Linked DNA regions of Mus musculus: all the other regions are linked to region 3. Evidence: chromatin contacts called from public ChIA-PET, HiChIP or PLAC-seq and promoter capture Hi-C data. All regions are on one chromosome and are shown on one strand. The core of a region is the stretch at or near the end of the contact, and the rest is flanking DNA. Distances in the headings are between cores, read along the strand shown. Region 1 holds the start of Atf6b (activating transcription factor 6 beta). Region 2 holds the start of Rgl2 (ral guanine nucleotide dissociation stimulator-like 2). Region 3 holds the start of H2-Ob (histocompatibility 2, O region beta locus). Region 4 holds the start of Rnf5 (ring finger protein 5). Region 5 holds the start of AA388235 (expressed sequence AA388235).

The links. Promoter capture Hi-C pulls out the DNA fragments that hold promoters and counts their contacts. ChIA-PET counts read pairs in DNA pulled down with a chosen protein or histone mark. HiChIP or PLAC-seq counts read pairs in DNA pulled down with a chosen protein or histone mark.
Region 1: a contact with region 3 is called in an H3K4me3 HiChIP or PLAC-seq map of bone marrow-derived macrophages, with 4 times the contacts expected there. The contact joins the promoter of Atf6b here to the promoter of H2-Ob in region 3. A contact is called at or near these places in 3 of 39 promoter capture datasets (the C10 cell line, the HPC-7 cell line and liver), 2 of 115 datasets of contacts at active chromatin or transcription factors (bone marrow-derived macrophages and microglia) and 1 of 9 other capture datasets (liver).
Region 2: a contact with region 3 is called in a promoter capture Hi-C map of pre-B cells, with 3 times the contacts expected there. The contact joins the promoter of Rgl2 here to the promoter of H2-Ob in region 3. A contact is called at or near these places in 1 of 39 promoter capture datasets (pre-B cells) and 1 of 9 other capture datasets (liver).
Region 4: a contact with region 3 is called in an RNA polymerase II ChIA-PET map of memory CD8 T cells, with 13 read pairs. The contact joins the promoter of Rnf5 here to the promoter of H2-Ob in region 3. A contact is called at or near these places in 10 of 39 promoter capture datasets (the 3T3-L1 cell line, 3T3-L1-derived adipocytes, the C10 cell line and 4 more), 5 of 484 Hi-C or Micro-C datasets (B cells, bone marrow-derived macrophages, cortical neurons and 1 more), 6 of 115 datasets of contacts at active chromatin or transcription factors (acute myeloid leukemia, bone marrow-derived macrophages, large pre-B cells and 2 more) and 3 of 9 other capture datasets (adipose tissue, macrophages and pancreatic islet).
Region 5: an RNA polymerase II ChIA-PET map of memory CD8 T cells shows a contact between it and region 3, with 413 read pairs. The contact joins the promoter of AA388235 here to the promoter of H2-Ob in region 3. A contact is called at or near these places in 1 of 15 datasets of contacts at CTCF or cohesin (pro-B cells), 1 of 484 Hi-C or Micro-C datasets (large pre-B cells), 1 of 115 datasets of contacts at active chromatin or transcription factors (memory CD8 T cells) and 1 of 9 other capture datasets (liver).

What each region holds. Positions count from the first base shown.
Region 1 is chr17:34,643,734-34,649,573 of GRCm38.p6, reverse strand. It overlaps Atf6b (activating transcription factor 6 beta), which reads right to left and starts at 2,428. Exons shown (of 18, transcript NM_017406.4): 1 at 2,258-2,428; 2 at 1,835-1,914; 3 at 1,277-1,355; 4 at 906-997; 5 at 321-456. The coding sequence starts at 2,360. Fkbpl (FK506 binding protein-like) reads right to left here and starts at 4,760. Exons shown (of 2, transcript NM_019873.3): 1 at 4,621-4,760; 2 at 2,757-4,329. The coding sequence starts at 4,314. The coding sequence ends at 3,271.
Region 2 is chr17:33,928,423-33,934,252 of GRCm38.p6, reverse strand. Rgl2 (ral guanine nucleotide dissociation stimulator-like 2) reads right to left here and starts at 4,359. Exons shown (of 18, transcript NM_009059.2): 1 at 4,209-4,359; 2 at 3,812-4,008; 3 at 2,444-2,527; 4 at 2,035-2,213; 5 at 1,882-1,932; 6 at 1,502-1,799; 7 at 993-1,244; 8 at 799-902; 9 at 628-712; 10 at 473-541; 11 at 282-356. The coding sequence starts at 3,967. It overlaps Tapbp (TAP binding protein), which reads right to left. Exons shown (of 8, transcript NM_009318.2): 8 at 4,963-5,830.
Region 3 is chr17:34,235,575-34,241,179 of GRCm38.p6, reverse strand. It overlaps H2-Ob (histocompatibility 2, O region beta locus), which reads right to left and starts at 2,275. Exons shown (of 6, transcript NM_010389.3): 1 at 2,118-2,275; 2 at 1-172. The coding sequence starts at 2,208.
Region 4 is chr17:34,599,844-34,605,763 of GRCm38.p6, reverse strand. Rnf5 (ring finger protein 5) reads left to right here and starts at 2,203. Exons shown (of 6, transcript NM_019403.3): 1 at 2,203-2,430; 2 at 3,455-3,473; 3 at 3,567-3,679; 4 at 3,776-3,830; 5 at 3,906-4,023; 6 at 4,098-4,665. The coding sequence starts at 2,291. The coding sequence ends at 4,195. It overlaps Ager (advanced glycosylation end product-specific receptor), which reads right to left. Exons shown (of 11, transcript NM_007425.3): 8 at 5,627-5,768; 9 at 5,387-5,413; 10 at 5,143-5,269; 11 at 4,827-5,057. The coding sequence ends at 4,961. It also overlaps a transcript of Agpat1 not described here.
Region 5 is chr17:33,979,611-33,984,882 of GRCm38.p6, reverse strand. AA388235 (expressed sequence AA388235) reads right to left here and starts at 3,391. Exons shown (of 1, transcript NR_033305.1): 1 at 1-3,391.

The DNA of each region.
Region 1 (5,840 bases), core at 1,179-3,678, 410 kb before region 3:
GGGTTTTGCTCTTATTTTATTTTTGGTTTGTTTCTTTCGTTTTTGTGTTTTTGCTTTTCATCACAGGGTCTCTCTGTGCAGCCCTGGCTGTCCTGGAACTCAGTGTGTAGACCAGGCCGGCCTGCCTCCCGTGTGCTGGCACAACACTTCTCACGTCCTCGCTTTCAGTACTATTGTTTCTATGGTTTCACTTCCTTTTTTATTTGGAGGTTGTTTCTCTCTGTACTCTGGCCTCTGCCTCCCGAGTGCTGGGGTTCAAGATGTGCACCACCCCCACCTGGACCCTGGCAGGCACAAGGTCAGTGACAAGCTGTGATTACCTGAAAGATCATCAGAGGCAGAGCCCACAGTGATCTGGACCGTTTCAAAGGGGGATGCTGGATCATCCCCCAGCAGGCAGAGTGGGGGTGCCAGGGACTCCATCTTCACATGCAGCACCTCGCCTACACCAGGGACCTGTGAGAGGCAGGGTGGTGCAGGGAGGTGGAAGGAATGAGGGAAAGAAACCAAGAAGAGTAAGAACGAAGACCCCAGAGCTTCCAGCCCTCCAAACAAATGTGCCCTGCGCTAAGTGGTCCTGACACGCCGCCTAGCCTGCCCAGGCTCTTTGTTCGATTATCTTCTCATGATCACAAATATCGAATTACAGTGGGAGGCCTGGGCAAGAACAGTTTGCAAAGTCTCAGCCGTTCATCAACTGTTTTCCCAAGCCCTTCACCTGCCGTCTCTCTGCATGTTCAAAAGGCCCCTGTCTTCCCTTCTATACAACCAGACCAGAAGGGCAGAAAGCGAGGGGACGGTGACTAAAAAGAGACTGCCACCCGCCTCATGACTCACAGCACACAAACAGTACCTCAGCACCTATGAGAGGAGCCACAGAGAACCAGAGGGGAGATGGCTCTCACCTGGCTGGGGGGCTCTGTGGAAAGATGTGAGGACTCTGAGCTGAGGGAGGAGGACGAGCAGGGAGAGGATGGCTCGGACTTCACCTGAAGATCTGGGGGGGAGAAAAGTTCCGAGGTAAGCAGGGAGGCTGGGGACGAGGCTCGGGGCTGAGACCATGTCTTGCCTGTGCCAAACCAACACTGCAGAAATGAGTAACGGAGGAGCAGAGCCTAGCATTGCCTGTAGCGTGGTGCTGAGGTGGGGCAGGAGAGTAAGGGCAGACAACACCCCAGGGATCACAGGGAGGAGCACACAGGGATGTTAGTTTCTGGGAAGCAGTGGGAAGAGAAGGGCATTTGGAAAGATGAGGGGAATCCTAAGGGCGCCTTACCTGGGAAGATGGGTAGAGGGTCCCAAGGGGGCTCAGGGGGGCTGACATCCATCCCCACATCCAGAGAGCTGCTGTCAAACTAAGCAGTGGGACATATTAGCGGGCAGGAAGGTGAGAAAGTACGACAGCAAAACAGGAGCGACACAGCTTGCAAATTAAGACGCCCACTGTGTCAAGGCTCCATAGTTTACAGAAAAAAATGTTTCTCTTTTGCTTTCGTTGTATTTTACTAACAACCACTAACCACCTATTCTCGCCCCTGTAGACACACAGCTGTCAGTCTTTTATCTGTACCCCATAAGAAGGATCCCAAAAGGCCAGAAGGGGCTGCTCTCTAAAATCCTGACTTAGTTGGCTAGTCCCGGGTGCGCCTCTAAAATAAAACTTGAGCCAATTAGACCAATGGACTTTTGAAACTGGTCTTTCTCCTCGAAATTTTCGAGTTTAACATGAGCAGGGGTGACACCCTGATGAGCTCTGTGGCTTGGCAATGACTCCAAGTTTGGGGTCGCCCTCCCACCACCAAGGGTCATAAGAGAAACTCTGAGGTAGCAATACCGGGACATCCTGCTCCACGCAACGGAACAACTGTGCCTGCTCCTCGGCCACTTCATCCAGGCCACTGTACAAGGTGCTGTCTGCATGGAGGCCCGCGTGTCAGGAGGGTGGCACGCCAGCCCCGGCTCCATCCCTCATTGGCTCGGCCGGGCCAGACCCACCGCCCGCCCACTCGCTCAGCCTTACACCCTAAGGCGTCCAGCCCCTCTCCCCTGACCCCGGGCAGCCCCGTGCTCCCACGGGAGACCAAGGTCTTCCCTCCTCCCGCATCCCGGGGAAGCGCGAGTCCCGCTGCGCTCTCCCTCGGAGGATGGGCTCGGCGTCCGCCCAGCCTTCCTCGTTCACCCTCTGCTGCCTTCCCGCGTGCCTCGGGCCCATGGCGAGCCTCAGCCCGCTCCTCCCCCGGGGCCCCACTCCGCGCACCCCAGTCCTCCGGACTCAGCAGGTTGTCGGTGAAGAAGCGCGTCGGGTCGGCGATCTCACTGAGGAGCATCAGCTCCGCCATCTTCCCCCCACCCCCCACCATGAGCCGGCTCCCCGGCCCGCCTCCTCCCGGCCGCGGCAAATCCATGAGCTCGCTGAGGAAAACCGGCGTCCCGGAAGTCCTGATGACCAGTCAGAGGCTTAGTTGGTGAACACGTGACACGAAGGAGCAATGACTGTGCATGCCGGGCCAATGGCACGGGTCAGCCGCTTTACCGATCCAGGCGAGACTGTGCGTGCGCCGTACAGGCCCCAGAAACTAGCATTGTGGGAAATGTAGTTCCTAGCACTTAGGGTTCCGGCATCTGGGCTAGAGTGTTCATGCTTGAGCAGTTGTCCGCAAACATCTGCACCCATGTGGTGCCCATAAACTCATGAAGGCACACGCATAATGAATGAATTATTAATGAATAAACGAATGAGCAAAGTTCCAGCATTTAGGATAAGAGATGGCTCAGCAGTTTAATATTGCTTATTGCGACTAGGCGGTAGTGGTGCACGCCTTTAATCCCAGCACTCAGGAGGCAGAGGCAGGCGGATCTCAGCCTGGTCTACAAAGTGTGCTCCAGGACGGCCAGGGTTGTTACACAGAGAAGCCCTGTCTCAAACCCTCCCACCCAAAAGGAAAGTGCTTGTTGCTCTTATAAGGGTCTGGATTACATTCTCAGCACCCACACCTGGCGACACGCAACCACTTGTAACTCCACCTCCCTGGGATGCAACTCCCTGACATCCGGAAGTTCTGGCGTTTGCCACAGCCAGTCCCAAATAGACAACCTCTCCTATCCTCGGAGGTGGATACGCTTCCCGGGACTCCCTCCACCAAGTGGCTCACTGACACCGTCGCTAACTCCCTGTAGGTCAGAACGAGATACGAGTTCAAACAACTTCCTTCGGGGCCCTTGAAAATTCCACAACACAGACCACAGTTCGCGGGTTCCTGTCTCCTTTAATCAGCTAAACATCTTGCGCAGTCCCCGAGCCAGCCCTGCATCCTGTTTCCTTCCCTGAATGACCACCTTCCCCAGCTCCTCTTTCGCTGCACGGTTTTTGGGATCTACTGCTAGCACTTTCTTGAAATCAGCAGTGGCTTTTTCCAAGTCCCCGAGGGCAGCCCGAGCAACCCCCCTTCGGTATAAGGCCTTTAAATGGCCCGGCTCCCGCTCCAGCACTCGGTCACAGCTCTGGGCTGCCAACTGGGGGTGTCCTAGCAGCAACTGGCAGGCAGCCAGATTGGCATAAAGGGTAGTTCGTTCGGGAGGGCCGGGTGGGGGCAACGTCAGCAGCAGTCGGAGAGCCCGTCCATAGCATCGGGCAGCCCCTTGAGGGTTCCCAGCTCGAAACAGTTCTGTACCCCTTCTGTGTTCTTCTTTGGCCAGAGCCTCCTTCTCCATAGCCTCCATCTCCCAGGAGTCCCGGCCATTGGTGAAGGAATCCAGTCTGAGTTTAGCAAGAGGTGCAGAGGATCCAGGAAGGTGAATCTTTGCCTCCTCACCTTGACGCATAGACTCCAGGCATTTTTCCATGAGTTCCCCCCACATTTTTTCCCTCCATTGTCCTATGCCTATGGTTAGTTCTGTCCAGCCCTCTGGCATCCCAGATCCAAAAGGAAATCCCAAAGCCAACACTTGGCATTTGGAGCCTAGCTTGGGTTTGTCTAAGCCATGGCCAGGGACTATGATCTTCTTTACAAAACTCCCATCAGGACAGTACCAAAGATCAGAAGCTTGGAGGTGCTCTGCCATCTCATTGGTTGAGACTTGAAATTGATCAGAGTCACCTTCAAATCCAGCCACGGGATGTTCAATCTCTTGAGTCTCTACAATTTGATTGGCTGGATCCGGTCTCACTCCCACCTTCAGGGCTTCAGGGAGAAGACCTGGGGACCGCTGCCTAAACGGAATGGCTGTATTTAAGATTTGCTGGGCGTTCTCTTCCCGCTGCTGCGGCTGAGCGGTGTTCTTCTCGTTCATTGGGCTGATAGGTGAGGTCTCCATTGGATCTCCTGATCCCTTCCACAACAGATAAAGGAAAGAACAGTTTAGTCTGGAAAGTGATGGGTCAAGTGTAGTTCAGACCTGAGCAGGTGAAAAAAACAAACAAACAAACAAACAAAAAACCGAAACCATGTAAATTCCAGAATTCCTAGTTAAGACTCCTCGTAGTGCTAAAAGTTTCTCCTTTTTTTCCCCCCTTCCCAAGCTAGAATCCACCCAGGTCTAGTTTAGAACTATAAATTCTGTAATTCCCCATGGTTCGGGTAGTCGCCCCAACTATGGGCACTTGACCGGGTCAAAAAGTACCTGAGAGACCAAGGAGCATAGCAGGACGGCCTAAGTCACAGTTGTTGCATTGTGTATGATGTTGAGGCCTGGAAGGGCAGCCTGGGAGCAGCTGAGAGTCTCTATCAGCTCTCGAGCCCTCAGAGACGGAGAAGCTAGTCCCTAACACGACGGCCAATCAGGAGCACGAAGAGGTTCCTTGTCCCGCCTCTATGGTGACGCCATTTCCCTAGCAACCGTGAAGCGCCATACCTTAGCAACCGGACTAGACCTAAGCAATAGAATTAGCCAAATCGAACCGAGGTTGACAAAGATCTGGCTGACTGGTTTAGTCAAAATGTAAAAAGGCCAGAAATGGGAAACTTGGGCTGAGGAAGAGAGAGCAGTGGTAGAGAGCTTTACCAAGCATGCGTAAAGACCCTAAGTTCGAGCTTCAGTTCAAATGTAAAGGCTGAGATTTTAGCTGCTTTCAGACCCTCCCCTGTTATTATACCCAAATTCAGAGATCTTAGCTGAAATCAACCCCTGTCCATTTTGGCTCATCCTTGATTGACTTTTGCCACATATCCATCATTGCCCTTCAACTGAGCCCCCTGATCCAGAATCGTAGTGTTTTTCAAACTCGAATGAGCATGTCCATCATGAGAAAATATATTAAATTGCAGACCTGGATTTCGAAACTCTCAGATGGAGCCTGCGATTCTTGGATAGTGCTCCAGCCCGCTAGCAGTGTGATCCCTCAGTGACCTCATTCCGCACCAGCTTAGTTTGTCCTATATATTTCGTGTGTAACTGGTATCCCATGCTCCAGTGAGAGGAGCGGCAGAGAACAGCTCTCCTCCTCCCTACAGAAGGTGTAGATAGATCCCGTTTGTGACTCAGCCTTGCTGGGCAAACTGCCTGCACCGGCTGGACCAGCACAGTTCTTCCGGGAACGAGAACCCCTTATTATCTAAGCACCTTACTTTGGCATATGTTGTTCTTGGTGTTATTGACAGGGTCATGTGTATCCCTTGCTGGCCTGGAACTCTATGTAGAAGAGGATGCTGGGACCACGGGCATGCCCCACTGTGCCTGATTTATGTGGTACTGTGGATCACACCCAGAGCTTCATTGATGATACAGGGTAAAAGAAATACTGACAAGCTTTACACTGATTAGAATATAAAAAGAATACGTGTACTAACAAACGTCCTCGGAGATATTAAATAAATAATTAAACCAAGAGGCTCTGACCCAAC
Region 2 (5,830 bases), core at 3,110-5,609, 310 kb after region 3:
ACACACCACACCACATACACACACACATCACACACACACACACACACCTCACATACACTCACACACCACACACACACAGATCACACACACACACACACATACACACACACACACACACACCACACACAGATCACACACACATACACATACCCACGATCACACACACATACACATACGCGCGCACGCCCGCTCGCGCGCGCACACACACACACACACAGATCACACACACACAGATCACACCCACACCCACACATACACCCACACACCACACACACACTGACCTCCAGCTCATCCTTGGAGGCCGCATCCAGCATCACGAGGTCCTTCAGGAAGGTTCCCAGGTAGGGAACCACACCCTGCAGGCAGAGATGGCAGAGATCAGGATGTGAGCCCTTCTCCCTTTCCCTCAGACACAACTGTGTATTCTCCTCACCAGGTAAGCCACCCATTCCCAGCCCCACTGAACACTCACCCCACCCCTGAAGCCAGACCTTGGGGCCTTCTTGGAGTGTGGCTCCACAGGGGGCTGCGGCTTCACTTCCTGGTGACAAAGCAAGGTGAGAGAGGAGGGGGCTGGGGAGGAGGGGGCAGGTGCAGAGAGGCTGGGGAAAGCAAGACCGCCCTCACCTGCATGAGGAGCTCTCTGCTCTGGGAATAATTATCCTCCTCTGAGAAAATCTGGCACAGGCTGGAAAAGACTCGGAGGCTGTCCCTAGAGAGGAAGAACAGGCCTCTGAGCACAAGCCTGGCGTTCCGAAGCTTCCGCACCCCAGGCCTCGGGCACTTCAGTCCTCCTACCTGGTTGTCTCCCCCCAGGCTGCCCGAAGCCTGTGGATAGGGCTGGACTGCAGAGCGGACACAACAGCATACACTGAGGAGAAGTTCCGAAGCAGGCGGCACTCCTGTGAGGACCGGAGAACAGTCAAGGCTCTAGGGTCCCTCACCACTCCGGAGACGAAGAGTCCCCAGCCAGCAGGCCTGCTCTCTCTTACCTCGGCCACACGGATCCACTTCTCTAGGAGCCGGGCCCTCTGTGGGGGCCGCAGTGGTCTCACAGTCACCTCTCTTGGCCCCTCTCCAATTGAGGTGGCCCCCAAGACAGAGCTAACTACCGCCCCCGCCACCTTGTTGAACTGTGTGACGGTAGCTCGGACAGACGGGCAGAGGTGAGAATGTCCTGGCCGGTCTCTGTGACCCCAGAGGCCTCCCAAACACTGAGAGGGGATCAGATTAAGAAACAGTTCCTGCAGGGCAGAGGTTACAATTTAGAGTCAAGCCAGACAAGTTTCCAGTATCAGGGATCTGAGGCTCTTAAGTGGCCAGGGACCAGTGGGGCCAGAGTTCAAGGGGAACAGCCAAGGGGCGAAGGGCAGAGAAGGGTCAGAGAAGCAGACACGGAAGAGGAACTGCACCAGGACAATTGGAAGCAAGAAAAGGATCCGGAGCCAAGGAGAGGTTAGTAAGGGGGCAGAGAGTGTGGGGTCAAAGGTCAAGGTCTCACCGCATCTAGCAGGGTCAGCTGTTCGGCCAAGTGGTCAGCGAGGAACACCAGGACATCCGTGGGGTCAGCAGGGGAATCGCCAGGAAGGGCCAGGGGCTTAGGAAGGTCGGGGGCCCGGGGGTCCACCCGGGCCCGGAGGTTTCGGATGAGGTCAGCACTGCCCCCCACAACACCCTCCCGTGCTGCATACCCTGTCCGAAGCAAGAAGCTCTCAAGCCGGTCAAGTTGACCCTTGACCTCAGAGCCAAAATCCTCAGGGTGAGAGGCCAGCCAAGTTGAAAGTACAGAGATGGCTACCCTGAGAGAAGGGGAATCAGCCAGGGGTCAGAGGTCTAGCCTCAGCACCCTGAGGGGACTGAGGTTCAGACAGGGCCACTCACCCTGTGGTCCTCTCTAGCTCACCGGGAGGATGAGATTCAAGGGCTTCCAGCCTGGGGATGAGGAGAGGGTCTACCTTGTGGCTTTTCCAGCCCCCGCTGGTGCTGGGGGTGCTCAAAGGGAATCCAGGAGCCTCCTAACCCTTGGCCCCTGACCTGTCAGCCACAAGCCCAAACAGGGCAGGAGTGGAGGTGAAGGCCCGGTGGGTGGCCAGCAAGGCCGGAGTGAACATCATGTCAGCCCCTGCTGTCCTGGCATCCAAGAGGTGTCTGACCAGGGCCTCCAGAGTGCCAGCGCGGAGCCGTCGGGAGGAGCGAGGTGGAGGCAAGGGAGCCTGGAGAACATGGAGGGTGTCTCACCGACGGGCCTCCTCAATCTGACTGCTAGACATCTGGGATAATCCAGATCTAGCTTATTTCTGCCCCGGTTCAGAAATGGCTTAAATCACACAACACAGAACTACCTTCACACTACCAGAACTTCTTCAACCTAATGTTCCGGAAAATAAATAAATAAATATTAAATTAAAAACCGAGAGGCAAGACCTCAAAGTCGTGATCTCACCAAGGGGTCAAGAGGCCTGTACTGGCGGCTTGTGACAGTAAAGGTCGCACCATCCTCCTCCTCGTCCCAGACTGACACAGAAGCCTGGAGGAGCAAGAAGAGGAAGTGAGTTCCACAGCACCTCCAGTCCCCAGCCATTGTCCCCAGGCCCTGTTCCTCCCTCTGCACCCCTCACCTGTGATGGCGGGGGACAATACCAGCGAGTGCGAGGGGTAGAGGGTACTGGTGACCCCAGGTCTACCCCACCCTGGGGCTCAGACAGCCCCCCCGGCCACCTCAGAGCTCGGTGGGATGGAAGAGGTTGCAGTGAGGGTTTCAACTGAATGCAGGAACCCCTCTTCTGGCCACCTCCAACCCCCCTTGTCCCACAGCTGAGCCCAACGCAGAAAAGCAGGGCGCAAAGTCAGGAGCAGAGCGCGCCCGAAGAGGCACAAAGCCAAAGGAAGAGAGACCTGAAGCAGAGAGAAGCTGAAACTTCACAAGGCCCGCCCTCCCTGACAGAACCAGAGGAGCCCAAATTTAGTCCTTCCGCAGAGACTCCTTTTCCCCAGGTCCCCAATACAGCTTCCACTTAATCTCAGCACTGGGGACCCCCTGAAGGTGGCGGCTCCAATCCCAGTTACAAGAAGGGGAAGTAAGGATGATGGGGGGGGGGGGCGGTAGACTCAGAGTCATGTGGCCCTAGCCCCTCCCCCGACCGATCCCGAAAAACCAGCCTTGCTAGTCACCCTAACTTTACCAATGTCGGGGCCCAGGAGTCTGGATCCTCGGGCTCCGAATCTAACTTCTGGACCCTCCTGAATCCCTAAATCTTGCTGCGGACTACATCCTATCAGTCTCTTTGGACGAAGATGACCACGCTCTACCTATCCCGGGATCATCTCTCCAGGTGCCGGAACCTCTTGGCTTGCTGCCCTCTATTGAGCACCAGGGGGTGGGGGAAGAGGCGGCGAAATCTGAGGGTTCCCTCCCCAATCCTAGAGTCTGAGGAGCTGGTTACTGTGGAAACAAACCCCTCCCAGCCAAACAAAAAACGAGGAGGGAGACAGGGACCAAGATACAACTGCCCAGTGGCACCCGTCTAAGCAGGTATGGGCAAAGAGGGCCTGAGCCCCGCAGGCACAGTCAGCCCGTCTGCCAGCCAGCCATTCTGGTTCCGGCAGGTTCCTACGGGCAGGTTCCGAGCAGACAGACAGGGCGAACTTCATAGACACCAGGACCCGCAGCCAGGGGACAGATATCCAGAGAGAGTGTGGCGGGCGGGATGCGAGTGAGGCGGGGAGGAAGAGACCGAGGGACCCAGAGACACCGAAAGGAGGAGAGTCTCAGAAATATTTAATGCCCTGCCTCCCGCCACCCGCGTCTCACCTCTTCTTCTTCCTCATCCTCTTCCTCCTGCCCCCCGCCCACGGCCCGGCCACCTGGGTCCCCACCCTCTTCGGGGTCCCGGCTCCGGAAGCTGCTCAGCACGACTCCCCCGGGGGGGGTCGTGTCCAAAAGCAGCCGCAGGGGCCGCGGGAGCATGGCCGAGAGAAGCAATCAGCGGGGTCGGGCCATGGGGGCGCCTGGGGAGAGACGGGTGGGATTGGGTGGAGTCAGACGGGCGTGGGGGAGACGGACAAGAAGGGACCTAGGTGGGAGTCCCTGAGGAAGGCTGGGGGAGGGAGATACGGGAGTGGGGAAACCCAAGCCCTCGGTGCTTGCTTGGGACTTGGGGGCTAACTAGTGCGGAATGGGCAGGGTCACCCGGTGCTCCGGCTCTGACCTGCTCGGGAAGGGCGAGGGCTGCGCGCGGGTCCCGGGCCTCTGTTCTTGTCGGTCTCTGGCCCTCTACCGAGTCCCCTCCCCGGCTTTTCCGCGATGCCCCCCTCCTGCACCCCGCCGGGCTCCCGGGCCCTCCCGCCCTTTCCGCTTCCCCCCTCCCCGCGTCCGCCCGACAGCAGGAGCCAAAAAGGGAAGGAAGTGAGGACAGGAGCCAGGGAGAGCGACTAGGGGAGTGCTGGACGCCAGGGGCTGGGACGCAGGCTGCAGGTGCACTACTCCGCTGTCCCTTGCAGCCCCACTCGGTGGCTCTGAAGCCCGCGTCTCGCAGCAGACACGCTGGAGACCAGGGTCCTGTCTCAAGCCTCCACAGGAAGGCAAACACGGAATTTTAAGTCACTTTTTCTAACCAGAGCGGCGCTGCAACTGCCGAGGAAAGTGCCCTAGCAGTGGCGCGACCCCGTTACTGCAGCTCGAGAATGACACTGCCGCCCCGGCACGAGTGCAACGGAGCGAATCCGCGCCGGGTTTTCTGTGCCGCCCTTATGCCCGCCCACTCGCGGGGAGGGGGCGGAAGCCGGCTAGTGCGGCGCTTCCGGTTCCACTCGGGTCCGTCGCTCCGGGCGTCCGGCTCTCACCGTGCGCCCGAGCGCGCGCGGTTCCCACGGTGGCTATGTCGTCTCCCGGGTGCGAGACGAGGACCGGGAGGTGACCGAGGTTGGCTGTGCTTGGAAACGGGAGAATGAGAGGCCCGCATGGAAACTCGGAAAGACTTTATTAGCTCACGAGGACCGGCGAACAGGAGAGGACGAACCACACGGGGACATTCGTAAAGGGCCGAGACCCACCAGGCCCGGAGATGGTAAAGGTGGACCAGGCAAAAGAAAAGCTGTGGTAGGAATGGAGAGCTGGAGAGGTAGGCTTTAGTCCGCGAGGGAGACACATGGACCTTTCCGTCTCTAGACTACTGCTGTGGGCTGTCCCTGAGGTCTCTAGAATCTTAAGATGCTATGAAGACCTTTCGTCCTAATCCCCTGGCCAGTGGTTCTCAACCTTCTTAACATTAACGCAGTTCAAGTTGTAAAATTATTTTCTTTGCTACTTCGTAACTGCCTTTACTACTGTTGTGAATCCTAATGTCTGGTATTTCCGATGGACTTAAAGGGGGTTGTGAGCCACAGGTTATGAACCCGCCTCTCTGGCGCATACACTGGTTCTTCTCAACCCTGGGACTCTACGCATGTGTGTTCTTATATTTAGTTCTCTCAACAAAGCCCCGCCAAGTAACCCCGACTGACCTGAAACTCCCTATTTGTAGATCAGGCTGGCATGGAAATGTCAGAGATCCACTGCCTCTGCCTCCCGACTGTGGGCATCAAATGAGTGTGGCGCTAAGTCTCGCTTTTTTCTCATCTTAAAAGTTTAGTTCGAGTCCAGCGGTGGTGGCGCACGCCTTTAATCCCAGCACCTGGGAGGCAGAGGCAGGCGGATTTCTGAGTTCGAGGCCAGCCTGGTCTACAGAGTGAGTTCCAGGACAGCCGGGACTATACAGAGAAATCCTGTCTCCAAAAACCAAAAAAAAAAAAGACCTCTAGGCATGGTGTCCAGTGCCGTTTGTCACTCCGA
Region 3 (5,605 bases), core at 1,026-3,525:
TTCCACTGGTCAGCATCAGGTTCCCCCAGCTCCGTCAGAGCCACAAACATCCCCAGGTCACTGTCGAAGTGTAAATACTCCTCCAGGTTGAAGATGAACCTGACCAGCAAGTGAACCTTTTCTGTACCATTGGTGAAGTAACAGTCCGCCTTTGCCTGAATCACAAAATTCTCTGGAAACCATAAAAGGATTAGGAACCAGCTGCACCTCTGGGAAAGCCTGCACCTGGCACACTAAGTCAGATAGCAACGTTCTCAAAAGCCCACCATTAAGAGACAAAGTCACTTAAATGACATTAAGAGACAAAGTCACTTAATGTCATTTAATGCTTATTGGCATTTATTTAAAATGTGAACAAGGAAAACAGTTTTCAGGAGTAAGTCTATCCCATTCCATCCTGTCCCCTACCCCACAGCCCAGTCCCCACCCAGTCCCCATGTCATGTCCCACCCCCATCTGTCCCCCACCCCAGTTTTCCCAATCCCCATCCCTAACCCCCTTGTCTTTCCTCCCCATTATTCCCCCACCCCTCCCTCACCTTGTCTCCCCATCCTCACCCCCTGTGTGCCCCCTGTCCCTGGTTCCCCTCGTACCTGTCCCTGTCCCCCACAGTCCCTGTGTCCTCCTTTCTCCCCCATCCCCATCTTCCCTGTCCTCCCCTCCCCCTCCCCTGTTATTCTCCCCCACCCCTTATCTAACACGTGGTTCCTAGGGATTGAACTCAAGTTGTCAGGTTTGGCAGCAAGTGGCTTTAACCACTGAGCCATCTTTCGGCCCATTCTATGTTTCTGAACACTACACTCATGTTGAAGGCAAACTTGGAATGGTATTCATGGGGAAGAAGAGGAAGGAGACGGGACAGGAAGAGAAAGACTTCTTGTGATGACAGCGTGCTGTGGCTCAGTTCTGTGCGCTTGAAAATGATAAAGCAGGCAGACCTCCATGAAGCGGCTAAGCTGCGACTTGAAGGATAATGAGCTGTGGGTCTGTTTATTCCTAAGCTCAGCAGTCTCCTCCAGCAGTGCTCAGCCACCCCCTGAGAATGACTTCCATGACCATCCAGGCCCCTCTGAGGGCCACTGAGTTCAGACGAGGTGCCAGCCTCCAGTCCCTCAGCATGTCTACCCTTCTCTGTTCCCTCTTTACAAGCTAAAGAGAAAGTATATGGGGTTTTCATCATCATCTAAAACTCCGTGCTGTTTTTTTTTTTCCCCATTTGTCAAATGGACGTGATAAACTCAGAGCGGTTTTTGTTCTCCGAGAAAACGGATGCCCCTCCTAGGCTTGTTCCTCTTCTGTATTTAATGAGACTGGCGTTAGAGGGGAGTCTTTTCTTAGCATATCACATCCTGTTTTCTGCTCACAAGCCTGAGTTTTCATGGTCTAGCAACGCTGGTGTTTGCATAGCCCGTCTCCCAGTGAAAAAACAAGCTGTACACAGCAACCTGAGGCCAAAGATAACTAACATACTCAACTTGTCTGAGCTCTCAACTTCACTCACACCTCAAAACTTCTCAGGACGATGCTGAACGCTAACCAGGAGCTTAATAGTTGGAGATGTGATTTCCAATTTCACCAGAAAGCCATAAAAGGAGTAGATGCTCGTAGAGAAAGCTCAGCTGCTCAGACTCCGGCTTTCAAGGTTCTAGTGTCTGATGTTGATGCACAAGGAGCCCAACAGGGGAAAATGTCTCCTTCCTCCCTCCCTCCCTCACTCCCCTCCTCACTCCCCTGGTATCTGTGTCTTGGGTGTGAGAAGACCTTTCCAGGCAGTTCTTTGTGGGTGCTGAGGAGCGCATGAGCTTCCTGGTCAGTGGGGGGGTGGGGGGGGCTCTTTTTTTTTTTTTTTGGTTTGTCAAGACAGGGTTTTTTTCTGTGTAGCCCTGGCTGTCCTGGAACTCACTCTGTAGACCAGGCTGGCCTCAAACTCAGAAATCCACCTGCCTCTGCCTCCTGAGTGCTGGGGTTAAAGACGTGTGCTACCACCACCTGGCTGGGGGGACTCTTTAAAGTCAGAGCCACTCTAGTCTGAGACTTTGGTCCACAGAGAATGGGGAGAGTTAGCCCCGTGCCAATTCCAGAAAACCACACCCAGAATCAAACCCCTCTCTTCTTACCTGGGGAGTCTCTGCCTTCAATCATGAAGGAATCCAGCCTCATGAGGTTCACCAACAGAGCCACCACCCAGGGGGCCCTCCCAGCGCCCATTCTGGAGGGGACAAAGGGGCAATGAAGAGACTGATACACCTATTTAGAATAGAGCTGTCTTCCACACAGCTGAAAAAAAAAATAGATAGGTAATTATGCAGCCTCCTTCACACTGTTAACCAATCAAGAGCGAAGACTTTGCATCATTTGTTGCTAGGCAGAACACTTTGCTAACACTGTGTGATAAAAGCCAAGAACTGGTTACCTGGAGAGTCAGTGTTGGCTGTTGAAATGTGGGAAAATGGACCAGCATCGGGAGAGAAAAGTCTACAGAGTATGAGGTCCTAGAACAAAGTAGGTTGTTTATTGTGTATTCTGCTGCCTTCACTTAGTAGGGTCCCTGAATTAGTCTGACCAACAGGTCTCCCTTCCTAGAGAGTGACTGACATTGACTGCAGAGGGTACTGAACTATGTAAATAGCTTTGTGGATTGTAGCTTAAAGGGGGTTGATGGCAGCTCGTCAGCAAAAGCAGAAGACAGGCTGTGCTGTGCCTTGTATGCCAAGCAAGGAGAGGAGGGAAGAGGAAAACAAAGACAGAAAGACAAACAGGAAGGCATAATTCTCAAAAGAATAAAATCGTGCAAATATACTCATAAAGACAGAATAGAAGGAAGCATTGGGGACCAAGTCAGTAAGATGGTGGGATGGGATTCTATAGAACACATTAGCTGGCAGAACGAGTGTAGCCTGAGCTACAGAGTGAGACCCTGGCTCAAAATGACAATAATAATAATAATAATAATAATAATAATAATAATAATAATAATAATAATAAATGACACTGTGCTGAAAATATTATGGGAAAAAGTATAAATTAATCGATTAATTGACCTCTGCTGCCTTGGTCAGGTTTCTGCTGCCGTGACGACCACCACAGCCAAAGCTACTTCACAGTAGCTTAGAAGGAGGCTGAAAGCTATTGAAGGAAAGGGCTTATTTCACCTTACAGCAGCTTATGTTCCATCACTGGGGGAGGTCAGGGCAGGAGCTCAGGGAGGAACCTCGAGGCAGGAACTGAAGCAGAAGGGAGCTGCTTACTGGCTTGCTCCACATGGCTTGCTCAGCCTGCTTTCTTAAACTGCCCAAGACTCTACCTCCCACAGTGGGCCAGGCCATTCCTCATCAATAAATAGTCAATTAAAAGAAAATGTCCTCTAGACTTGCCTAAGACAATCTGATGGGGACATTTTCTCAATTGAGGTTCCCTCTTCCCAGATGACCTAGCTTAGGTCAAGTTGACAAGCACACACACACACACACACACACACACACACACACACACACACATGCACATACACGTGCATGCATGCACAAAGTAAAATTAGCCAGTATACTTACCAAGATAATGTAATGATGTATATATTATGCATGGAATTTTATCCTATTGATATGTTTGTATACATGCATTTTAGCATCTAAGCAAGACATTGTGAGCAATGGCCAAAGATTTGTAATAACATCACCCAGCTACCTGCTGGTTCTGTACAGCCCAGAAGATAATCTATGAAAGCTGTGCTTTTCATTCAAGATGAATGTGTTCATTAAATGTATAGCAAGCAAAATAAATAGAATAAATAAATAGCCAGTAGCAGACAGAGGTAGCAGGTAATTATAACTTTAATTTTTTTCAGATCCTATTTTTTTATTTTTATAAGTACACTGTAGCTGTCATCAGACACACCAGAAGAGGGCATCGGATCCCATTACAGATGGTTGTGAGCCACCCCACCATGTAGTTGCTAGGAATTGAACTCAGGACCTCTGGAAGAGCACTGACTGCTCTTAACCTCTGAGCCATCTCTCCAGCCTCCTCAAATCCTATTTTTAGTGGTGGTCCTTAAACACTTTAACCTCCCTTGTAGCCCACCACCCTCCAGAGGTAGTGGAAAAGAAAGGACATGAGGGAAATGGACCTGTGTAGAAAGGTTCTTTGGAGCAACTCCCTTCTGTGTTGTCTGGAAATCAGCAGTTCAGTTCACAGGTCAGCAGCAGCAGCTTGATCCACTCACAAACACTTCATGCAAACACCAGCAGTCTGGTTGAGTCAAGTTAACAACATCGGTGATATGTTCTAGCAGCGACAGCCAGGCCTCAGCCTCGACTTGAGTCAGCATGAGGGACCGGGAGGAATGCCATGAAAAGTTCTTGGCTGTGCCTCTCTCAATGAAGCAAAAGTCAGCAAAGACTCGAAATCAGTAAGAGTTGAACAGCTACCTCTACCAGCAAGCCAAGCTCAGCCTCCATTGCTGTCTGTTGAGTCCTTTTTATACTCTCTCCAAACATCAGGTCTCCTCCACAGGGCTTGCCTTAGTACATGCATCTGTCTCGGCTGACATCACTCTGCCTATCAACCCAAGTCCTTGGAAGCAACAAGAACCTGCAGCACACCACCAGGAGATTTTTGGTGCATTTCTCTCTATGGAGTCCTGACAAATGCAGCTCAACTACACAATGCAAAGTGGACCAATACATGATCAAGAATTCTTCATTATGTGTCCTTACATCTACTTGCTTTAGCAGAACATGCTCTCGAAACGTTCCTTCATGAGTCTGACTTAGCCTTTCACCCCTGTGTCCACGCTAATGAAACAGTCCTTCACGTGTTTGCAAAACACCATCCAACACAACTGACTTTCCAAAGAACCCCTAAGTTTCCACTTCAGGTAATAGCAGAAGGCCATCCATAGGGCTCAGAACACACAGCAGAGAGAGCAAGGAAAGGGAACACACCGAATGGGTTCCCAAGAGACGTCATCTGGGGAAGTGCATCGAGGCAGCCAGTCTGGGTCAAGAGAGCTCAGGGTGAAAGGTCTGCCCTCTCCTTGGAAGAGCCCCCAACTTCCTAGCCCCACCACAGGTATCTTTACATTATGTGATGAGCGATAGAAACCATGGTTACAAACAGCTCACCTTCTGGATGTTCTCAAGGATGCTGTGTCACTAATATCCTTAGCTATTTTCTGTTTTCTTTTCTCCCTGTAGCAATTTGGAGGCCAGCCTGACCCAGGGCCGGGAGTTTTGACAAGTGTACACAGCACCTTGGAGTCTACCAATGTAACGTGCATTGCACCACTGACTGTGAAAGTAAGTTTCAGAGGAGTTGATTTAGAGAACTGTTATTTGGGGAAATGTGGAGCGGGAATATATACATTTATATATCACAGCTTATACATCACAGCTCTCTATTGCTGCAGAGCCAAAAGCAAGTTGGGAAGGAACACATTATTTGGCTTACAGCTCTCCGTTAAATTTCCATCTCTTAGGAAAGCCAAGGCAAGAACTTAAAGCAGGAACCTGGAGGCAGGGACTGAGGTAGAGGCTGTGGAGGAGTGCTGCTTACTGTCTTGTTCCCCATGGTTTGCTCTGCTTGATTTCTTTTATTTTTTTTAAGATTT
Region 4 (5,920 bases), core at 954-3,453, 360 kb before region 3:
AGGGAGCTCAGTGGCGCTCGCGGCCTCGGTCAGCCTCATCGCTCGGGCCACCGGTTTCAGCACCGGTGACCCCGGCTCCCTCGCTGCTCTATTCCTCTGCCCCGTCTAGCTTCGCTCGCACGCTCTCTGAACCCGTTGCCTTTCTTTGAACCCCAGCGCTATGTAACTCTAGGATCCCCAAACACTTCCTCCTGCCTTTCCTGTCTCCCATTCAATCACAAACGTTTATGAAGTACCTTCTGAATTCAAGCAGTAGGCTCACCTTTTTCTGCTCAGGCCTCGGGCTTTCCCTGAATAGCTCTCCAGCTTTCTGTCCACTTGCCCTTTGTCCCGGGTCTCCATCTCCTCCACCCACCTTTAGTCTTTAAAGATAAAGGAGCCCTCTGACCTTCTCTCCCTTTCAACCTTGTTTTCCTACTTAGTACTTTCCTAGTTCTTCATTCACCCAATCTGAGCCAACCACTCCCCCCCCCCCCACACACACACACACGATCTGGCCGCTGGCTTTTGGTGGTGTATGCTTGTTAACAGCAGTACATGAGAGCCTCGGGCAAGAGTATCCGAGTTTGAGGCTATAGCTGAGACCTGTAAGAAGCTAAGTCCTTTCGATGGAATTCGAGCAATAAAACACTGCTTCCTAAGGGTGATAAAATGGTGGGATGTGCCGCGTATCTAACTGGCCAAACCCTACTTCCCTCTTCACACTCTGGACGAGTCCATCGTTCCTACCTCCTATTCGCCTATTCTGCATCTAAACCTCTTCAATACTCCAGATCCTCGCTTCTCCGTACCTCCTCCTATAGAGAGTCCCAGCTTCTCACCTTTCTTTATTCCTCAGTCACACAGGTCCTTTATCAAGGTATTGAATAATCCTTAGCTAGCGTGTTCTCGTCTCCCGCCCATGGACACCTTTGCCCTGGGTGATTTACATGGCTTGGTGAAGAGCCCTTGCGAATGCGAGGACTGTTACCTAATTCTGGGCCTTGGGCCATAGTGAGGGTCACTGAGTGCTGGAAAGGCCCTAGCTGCCAGCCGTCCAGCCAGGAAAAAGATCCAAATCTATGCAGGGCAAACTACAAGGAAGGGGCGGATCTACCCCATTCTACGGCGGGTCACCTAGGGGTCGGCCTCTGTCCTTTGGGCGCCCACTCCCAAGAGGGTGGAACCAGTCCTTTTCTGCTTGTAAGGTTTAGGACGGAGTGGGGGTCCACTGTGGTCTGCTGTGTCACATTACAACGGTGGGCCTTTGGCTCGGTCCTGCTGTGAGAATCACCTAGAGAGGCTAAGTCGTCCAACCGAGAGAGTGGGGTTAACACCGGCGCCACAGACCGACGGCCGCACCATCCACGCGTCGGGCTAACCCCAGCTCTGCTCCCCGCTTCTCCGAGAGGGAGGGGCGGACCCAAGGTCTTCCCTCTACGTCACCCAAGGAGGCCGGAGCCATCTTGAACCCTGCGACCCTGGTACTTCTGCCCTTCCCCCTCCCCCCTTAGCTCTGCACCGTCTCTCCAGATCTCGGCCAATCAGCGGCGGAGTAAACCGCCCAATCAAGCGGAGAGAGTCCGGGCGGAAAGACCCGGATAAGGCCGAGTCGAGGCCTTTGAACCTAAGGCCCCGCCAATAGCGGAGGGGTTGCCATGGTGACGAGAGAGAGCGAGTGAAGGGGCGGGACTGGAGTCGACACCGCCTTCGTCTGGGTTGGCCTATTCCACGCCCCCCCCCCCCGCTTATTGCGCATGCTCATTCTTCCGTGTCATGCCAGCCAATCATTTGATTTGGAACCATTCGCTCTAAAGTCCAATAGGAACCCGGACCTTCTAAGAAAGAGGAAGAGAAGGAAAAAAAGAGGCTTATGGTGGGCGAGTTCTGTAGGCCTGAGCCAATCCCTTCTGAGCTTTGGTTATGACTGGCAGCTGAACTGACGAATCAAAGCCTCTTTAGCTGAGTGACAACACAGGCCTAGCTCATTATGACCAATCCCTCGGCAGTGCATAGTTACTGAAGCCCTATCAGCCAATCATCATCGTGCAAGGGTAGGGGCCCCACACACACCTTTTTCCGCCCCCACTCTTTGGATCAATCGTGTCCTTTGAATTCTATATGATTGGCAGGTACCTCGACCAATAATGATGAGAAAAACTTGAAGTTTGCCCAACGATCCTGGGCCGAAGGCGGACCTGCTTTGTTGGGGCGTGAGTGTGTGTGTGCCTGTGTGTGTGCCCTGTGTTAGTGTATATGTGTGTGTGCCTGGGGGTACTGAGGGCTACGTGGGGGCGAAGCAGAACTTGCCATGGCAGCAGCGGAGGAAGAAGACGGGGGCCCCGAAGGGCCAAATCGCGAGCGGGGCGGGGCGAGCGCGACCTTCGAATGTAATATATGTCTGGAGACAGCTCGCGAAGCTGTGGTCAGCGTGTGTGGCCACCTGTATTGGTGAGAATCCGAGTCAGGGGCTTGGGGTGAGGCGGCGGGGTTCGTCTTTGTGCTGGGGAGGCCGAGAGCGGGGACCATGCAGTTTTTTTCAGATGACCAGAGGGCATATGTCCCACCCCACCTCCCCACATACACGTAGGGGAGGCCTAAAGTGAGGACTTGTGTCTTTGCTGATGTATGTAGATGGGGTGGGGGTGCGGGAAGGGTCACATCTGTGCAAATGAGATATCTTTCCAGGGAGGGTCCTATGAGCTGGTGCATGGTATGTTATGAGGAGGAATGGGAAATGGGGGACGCTGCATATTCCTCCATTCGAGACCTGAACCACAGTACCCCGTTAGACCTACCCAGGTGTTGAGATAAAATAGATGAGAGACTTTTCAGTTTAGGGGATGTGCCTGTCGGAGGAGGAGGGAAGATCTAGGGACTATGGACCTAGATGTGGGTCATATTAAGATGAGATGTGGGAGGGGGTGATTTGTCAAACCTGAAGACAATGGCATTGTGTAAGGACAAGATGGAGAGGGTGAAGGGTCATGGAGAGAGGGGTTTTACTGAGCTTGAAGTAAGGAGGAGAGGAACAATGTGGGTGTCTGAAAACCATGGGAGTCTGGAGGATTAGGAGCAAGAATGGAGTTCAGGCTGAAAGGAAACCTGTTGAATTGGGAAGTCAAGTTCGGAGGCAGAAAGGGGGAGGTTGAAGGTGTGTGTGTGTGTGTGTGTGTGTGTGTAGAGGGAGACAGACAGGGAGAGACAGAGAGGAGACACCGGAAGAGAGAAAAGGATCAAATGTGTGGAGGATGTTGAGGACCCAATGTGAGTACCTTTAAATGTCAAGTATCAAAGGCAAGAAGCTGGAAAAGTCAAGTTAGCAAGTATGCTAGAAGCTGTTGGGAATATGGAGAGAAATGGAGCAGTAGAGCAGCAGTGCCTGGGAGACAGGTGGTGGGTGGGCTTCCATGTTCTGGGGTCTGCAGCTCTCTTCTGTAGTTTGACGTGTGCTTTTTGTTTGTTTTTCATCCAGTTGGCCCTGTCTTCACCAGGTATGTGTTCATGAGGTGGACTGGGAAACAGGGAGGGTCAAGGAGCTCCGAGATGCTCTTTGTACTTGAAAACACTTCATATTTCCTTTGCAGTGGCTGGAGACCCGGCCAGACCGGCAAGAATGCCCGGTGTGTAAAGCTGGCATCAGCAGGGAGAAGGTCGTCCCTCTTTATGGGCGAGGGAGCCAGAAGCCACAGGATCCCAGGTGAGACCCAACACGATGCTGAGGGGAGCTGCAGGCTTCTGTCCCATCCCGAGACAGGGTGTGAAAGGTGCTGCCTGCCTCTCTCCTTCCTCTCAGATTGAAAACTCCACCCCGCCCTCAGGGCCAGCGACCAGCTCCAGAGAGCAGAGGGGTGAGTCTCCTTGTCCAGCCGTGTCCCTCCTTTGCCCAAGCCTATGGGCTTCCCTCATCTTCCCTGCCTCCCTAGGGGTTCCAGCCATTTGGTGATGCCGGGGGATTCCACTTCTCCTTTGGTGTCGGTGCCTTCCCCTTTGGCTTTTTCACCACCGTGTTCAATGCCCATGAACCTTTCAGAAGAGGCGCAGGTAAGGATTTTCCCAAGTCTCCCCGCGCCCTCTCCTGGCCCTACATGTTTCTGAAGCTTTCTTTTCCCTTACAGGTGTGGATCTGGGACAGGGTCACCCAGCCTCCAGCTGGCAAGATTCCCTATTCCTGTTCCTCGCCATCTTTTTCTTTTTCTGGCTGCTCAGTATTTGAGCTCTGTCTCCTCCCTGCCCACCTCCAGCTAGAGGAGAATCAGTATTGGGAGTCCTGTGCTGGCCTTTCCTTGCTTTTGGACCACCCCCTTACTTCCATGACCCATCTCTGTCTGCTGAGGCCTCTCTCTTGGGAGGGCATGGCGAGGAGTGACCAGTCTGCTTAAGATGGGAGTGCCTGCTGCTGTGTACTGCTGGCCCAGTAGCACAGACACTGTCAGCCTGGAGGACGGACAGACAGACAGGTGTCCAGTTCTACCAATCCTTTGCTTTCCCCCAGATTTCTTGATTTGGTGTTTAAAGGTGGGCTCTCCCCAACTCCTCTACTTGACTTAATTTAATTTTTCTCTACCCACTGTCTAATATGAATTTTGACTCTTGAAGTGTCTCTTTCCATCCCTCACTACCTCCTTTAATTACAAATTCAAATAATAATAATAATAATAAAAATAAAAATAAAGGTGAAACACGTTGCTGGGAAGTCTCCCCAGTCTCTCCCTCCAGGACAGTGCCACTCTGACCAGCCTGGTATGGTGGGAGGCATAGGATGAGCTCCTCCCCTGCAAGGCCCCCAAGGATGCAGGAGTGAGATTGCCTTTCTCCTGCACAGCACACAGACAACAAGCCGGCAACACACCGTGTCAAATGTTTACTCAGCATGGATCATGTGGGCTCTGGTTGGAGAAGGAAGTGCCTCAAGGAGGAATTGGGATGGAATGTGGGGGAGCTGCTCTAGGGCCATCACACAGGCTCGATCTGGGTGCTCTTACGGTCCCCCGGCACCATTCTCTGGCATCTCCGCTTCCTCTGACTGATTCAGCTCTGCACGTTCCTCCTCATCCTCCTGGCTTTCCGGGGCCTTCCTGAGAAGGAACAGTGTTGCGGCATTCGGCTGCCCCTCTCTGACAGCCCTCACCTGCTGCCTGGAACCTGCAGGCTCTCACTCACCTCTCCTCACGCCTGGGTTGTCGTTTTCGCCACAGGATAGCCCCGACGAGCAGGGCTACTACTCCCAGGCCTCCCAGGATCCCCAAGGCCAGGGCTAGCGTACCCAGCCCAGACTCACCCACAGAGCCTGTAGGGACATAGGGAAGATTGAGGGTATAGCTCTAGCATACACCACTCCTTCCTTGTGAACCCAGTCACATGCGGCAGCCATATGCTCCTCTCTGACTTTAGTCCAGTCCCTCACCTTCAGCTGGCCCCTCATCGCCGGTTTCTAGAGGACAAAGAGTGGTCAGAGGGAAGACTTGAGCTCGGGCCCAATGGCAATTCCCCTCAGTTAGTGGAAAAGCTGGACGGGCTTTTGGAAGCACTGAGAAAGGGGTGGCGTGGCTACTGGGGTTCATGTCTGAGTGGGGTAGGGAGATGGCATCTTGTGTCCCTCACCTCAGTCCCCCGTCCCCGACCCTGGGATTTGGGGAGGGGTTACCTGTGACCCTGATGCTGACAGGAGGGCTTTCCTGAGGTCCGTGGCTAGGGTGGGTGGCCACGCAGCTATAGGTGCCCTCATCCTCGTGCCCCACCTCAGGGAGGAGCAGCACAGGGCTGGGAGCCAGGGGCAAGGGTGCACCCTGGTGGGAAAGAAGACAGACAGGAGACTTAGAAACGCTGTGCATGGGCTGGCAAGATGGCTCAGCGGGTAAGAGCACTGACAGCTCTTCTGAAGGTCCTGGGTTCAAATGTAGCAACCACATGGTGCCTCCCAATCACCCGTAATGAGATC
Region 5 (5,272 bases), core at 2,142-4,641, 260 kb after region 3:
CATTGCATATTCCCTCAGCTGTAAATCCCTCCATCAACACTAAGCCAAGACATATTAGACATCTTCAACTCCTTTTCAGTAGACCATCTTTCCATAACCACTTCAGCTAAAGATTCAAACACAGTCTTGACAACTTTTTAAAATGTGAAATCTTCCATACTAAAGCTACAATCTTTACACAGTGGACCCATGTCAAAAAACTCAGCCTGACCCAGTTTTATGTTCCTTCCACTATTATCCCACACCCTCAGAATCCATTCCCACACATGTTCCCCACATGCTACTTAATGAATTAGCAAACTCGTCAAGCTCCTTACATGAGTGCACAGAAGTGCAGGGTTACTCCTCATGGACTACACACTCCACCTTCCCTCCTGGAATCTACTTTGTCTGAAGTCTGGTTATAGGTCTAGAGACAGGTAACACAGCTGCTGAACAACCCTGGAGTTGAGAAAGGACTGTTGGATTCGATTGGCGCACATATGTGAGAACCTCAGAATGGAAGGAAGGAAATGTGTTGAGTTCAGGGAAATGGTTTGCCTTTGTTTCAACATGAAAAGTAAAGCTATAACTTCCTTCAAAATTCATAAAGATGAGATTTGACCAGAGGAGACATCCTGAAAATCTTGGCTGCAAAAATGAAGACAACAAGCAGATCAACAAAACTAAACAAAACATGAATTCTCATCCCTCTATGTGGAAACAGCTATGAAGAAGGCCAAGAATGGAATGTCTCCAGCCAGGATGTCAGCTATTCATGTCCAATAAATCTTGTTGGCTACAAAGTCCACATGACTTATGAGGTTATCCTTTCATGTGGCACAAGTGGATATTTATATTGCAGCTTGAGTATATAGCGCAAACAGAGTTATAAAGCTCTGTGCACACTGTACATTCCATACATGTGTTAATGTAGAAATGCATATCACCTATAAAAGTTTGTGTGTTTACAGAGAAAGGACCAGACACCAAAGAAGACAAGACAAATAGCCTAAATGATCCAACCTCAAACTGCCTTAATGGCTGGCCCCTCAAAATTATGCATCCAGAACAACTTCAAAATAGCTAATCTTGCAGCCTCAAAGACTGCCCCACCCAAGGATTCAGCTAAGCCCTGCACCTTCCTAGCACACAGCGAATGCACAGCAAATGTTACAGCTTGCTTTCTTAGGACTTGACCATTATCCTCATTGCCTTGGTGCCCCTGAGAGATATCATCATTCCCAGAAAGCGGGAAACAATTTTATACACACTAAGCCCTCATTCCCAAGAGTGGGGTGGTAGGTATGTGGTTGTTGAGTGGGTGTAGAATAAGTAGCAGTGGTCACAAGATCTTAAAGGTTCTGGTCATGGAGCAAACAAAGGGAAGGAGATTAGATTCTGGGGTTTCTCTCTCTCTTTTTCTCTCAGTCGTTCTTTCTCTACTATCTGGCCAGGCATTGGTGGCACACGCCTTTAATCCAAGCCCTTGGGAGGCAGAGGCAGGCAGACGTCTGAGTTTGAGGCCAGCTGGTCTACAAAGTGAGTTCCAGGACAGTCAGGGCTATACAGAGAACCCTGTCTCGAAAAAAGAAAGAAAGAGAGAGAGAGAGAAAGAAAGAAAGAAAGAAAGAAAGAAAGAAAGAAAGAAAGAAAGAGGGGGAGAAAGAAAGATAGTTTTAATAATAATAATAATGGTAATAATAATAAATAATAATAACAAAATGTTTAGCCTCTCCTTTTGCTCACAATCCAGAAGAGGTAGTGGAAGAGAAAAGTTATTTAGATATGGGGGAAGTGGACCTGTTTAACAATAGCTTTTGGGGGGCAAGCTCAATTTTCTTTGTCAGCAGTTCAGTCCCATGGCAAACACCAAATACGAATCAACAGCTTCAGTCCAGACTTCTTGGCCAGCAGACCCCATACAGGAACCAGCAGGTACAGTCCAGTCCTCTCAGTAGGGAAACACCATGCCTGAATCAGCAACTGTAGAAACCAGAAGAGCAAGCAGACACAGAGCAAGCCTTTCCTTCTTCCAGGTCTTCATGTAGGCTTCCAGCAGAAGTCATGGCCCAGAGCAAAAAGTGGGAGGGGCTCCTGCTCAAATATTCTGGTTTACACCTGTGTCTTCCTACCTCAAAGAAAAGGATCAGAAATTGATTTTCACACTTCAAATTAAGCAAAAACACCTCACAGATGCTGCCCTCCATTTTGAGGTTTTAGTTAACCCCACATGTAGCTGACATCAAAGAATCATCACCATGGTCCCTGTCCGAGTTCTGGAACTGCTCTCTGGGGCTTTGCAGCTCCTTTTAGCACCCATGGCTCTGCCTCCTGCCTCCCCTCTTACAGGGAGTTTTCTTCCCACGGCTGGAAAAGCACGTAAAGTTCTTCTGGATGTAGTTTGATGAGAGCAGGGCGGCCTGAGACCTGAGAGCCCTGGAGAAGTGCAGATAGGAAGGAGGCCCTGGGGCAGCTCAGCAGCCTGGATCCCCTTTACCCTCAGCTCTGTGGGTTCAGACGCTGTCCTCTTTGTTTCTTCCACCAGGCGGCGCTGTTGCCCAAGAATGCGATGCTTCTCTTTCATCTTCAACAGGTGAGACTCTGGAGGGTCTGCAGTGGGAGGGAAGATGGGAAAGGGGACACCTTTCTCTGCAGGAATGCTCTGGATGTTGGGATGTCATGGGCTGTTACAAATTAGCATTCAAACGTCTGAGTCGAATTTATCTTGTTCATAGGGAATCAAAAACTCACATCAGCTCAAGTGCAAAGATGAGCACACACTGTGTCTTCTTCCTGGGATGAGGCTGTGACCCACTGGGCATGGTAGGTTCATAAAATGAAATATCATCTGTATTTTTAATTTTATGCTTTTTGACAAATTGTCATTTCAATACACTCTATTTCAACCATCTTTTCCTGTCCTGTTACAGAGCGCTCTTCATTGGCTGGTGGGACAGTGATGTCCAAACATTCCTGTGCCCTCCACTCCTGTCCTCACACTCTGGATGTGTAGGAGAAAGAGAAGGAGTATTTTTCAAATCATATTTTTAAAATTTTATTGTCATGAGATGTAATCATTTTTGTATGTGAATATGTATGTGCACTAGCACTAGCATTCGATCCCTGGGAACTGAAGTTGCAGATGGTTGACAGCCACCATGTGCTGATGGAACTCACCCTGGATCCTCTGCAACAGGAACTGTTACAAACGCGTTCTCTCACACCCGGCCAGGAAGAACACAACAACCAGAATCTTCTGCGGCAAAGCTTTATTGCTTACATCTTTATGGGGCCAGAGCGCCAGAGCGCGCGGGAGAGCGAGGGCGCGCCAGAGCGCCGAGTCCTATTGTTACATCTTTAGGCAGCGAGAGAGCGCAAGGCGCGCAGAGCCAGAGAGATGCCAGCGAGAGAGAGATGGCGGAAACCCCCTCCCTCTTTAAGGAGAACTATATTTTTGCTAGGATGCATCACTCCCTGATTGGCTGCAGCCCATGGCCGAGTTGTAGTCACGGGGAAGGCAGAGTACATGGGGGGAGGAGTACCCTGGCACATGCGCAGATTATTTGTTTACCACTTAGAACACAGGATGTCAGCGCCACCTTGTGACAGCGAATGTGGGGCGGCTCCCAACAAGGAACACGTGCTCTCAGCTCTGAGCCATCTCTCCAGCCACCACTGGAATGTTCACATCAAAACCACACAGCTGATCCACAGCCTGCTGCTGAGCACATGAGAGAAACTAGAGGCCCAGGAAGAGACAGTGTCAGTGCATAGCTCAGGAGGGAGGGGAGCTGGGCACTGATGGGGAGAGGCCTGAGGACAGAGACAGAGAGGGGCTGAGCAGGAGGGGACAGAGGCAAAGGGGGAGACCTAACTCCGCAGAGTCCCCTGTTGGAGGGTATCTCTGTCAGATTGCACTGGACACATCTGCAGAACCCTGCTGGTCTCTTCCATTTCATAGTGAACGCTATGCTGGTTTGAATGAGAACAGCCACACGGGCTCATAGGAATGAATCCTTCATATCCAGCAGATGGAACTCTTGAGAAAGATTGGAGGTGTGGCTTGGTTGGAGAAGTGTCACTGGGCTGGGCATTGAGGTTTTAAACATTTCCAGGCTCCAGGCACCTGCGTTTGGCTGTGCCTGTGGTCTGGCTGGACTTTAATGGCGTAGGTTGCGGAAAGCTGGACCAGGGACCATTATAGAGCAGGTGAACGTGCAGACCGCCATTGCGCATGAGCAGGAGCTGCTCAAGATGACTGACAGGCGTTTCAGGAAGTGCATCAGGAAGCCTGGGGCTCCTTGGACAACTCTGAGCAGGAATGCATCACCATATGCATGGACCGTTACAAGGACGCCTTGAACACTGTGTCCTACGCCTACAACTCTCGACTGCCACTGGAACAAGCCAACGTGTGATCGACACCTGTGCTTTCTGACAGTGCTCTCAGAAGACAGCAAGGACCAGTGTGAGTGCAGGGACATGGCTGACCCACTGAGCTGTGACCTCATGAGAGAGCAAGCCAATGAAGCACTGATGGGAGGGTGGGGAGGAGCGACTCCCACTGTTCCCAGTGTCTCTCCTTTGGTATGCAGATAGATGTGTGAGCTTACACTGTTCTTGTACCATGTCTTTCCTCTGCCGTCATGGATTCACATTCTCTGAAAGTAGAGAACAGATTAAAAACATTCACAACTTGATGGGGTCCCAACGTCTTATAGTCGTAGAAAAGTAACGAAAGCCAAGTGTGATGACACAGGCCATTAATCCCAGCAGACAGGCGAACTCTGTGAGTTCAAGGCCAGCCTGATGAACATGGTCATCTGTGGAGACCCACCTTGCCTTATAAAAACAGGATAAAACAGAAGAAAAGTAACAGAGACAGATCCTTCTGTGGAGCTGCTTAAGGCCAGTTGCTTCCCTAGTCAGGATGAAACCTAAGAGCATCAAGTTCTCAGGGAAACGGGGGAGAGGTCAGGTCAAACTCCACACAACCAAAACCTGTGTAAACTTAATCTTTCCCAATATCACTGATCAGGGGTGAAACCTCGAAACACCAGTGTGTGCTCTCTGGCATGAGGATCATCTTTCTTCCAGTGTCCACACTGCACAGGCGTGAGGAACTCTGGGGCCAACTCAGTTATCAGATCCAGTGTCCCACACAGCTGTGACATTCATGTCTCTCACCTCATCAGCTCTTAAGTGTGAGTGAAGGTCAGGGAGGGAGGGAGAGGGTCAGAAATTACATAACTTCTACCACACTATCATCCTTTTTCTGTGGTATAGTCGG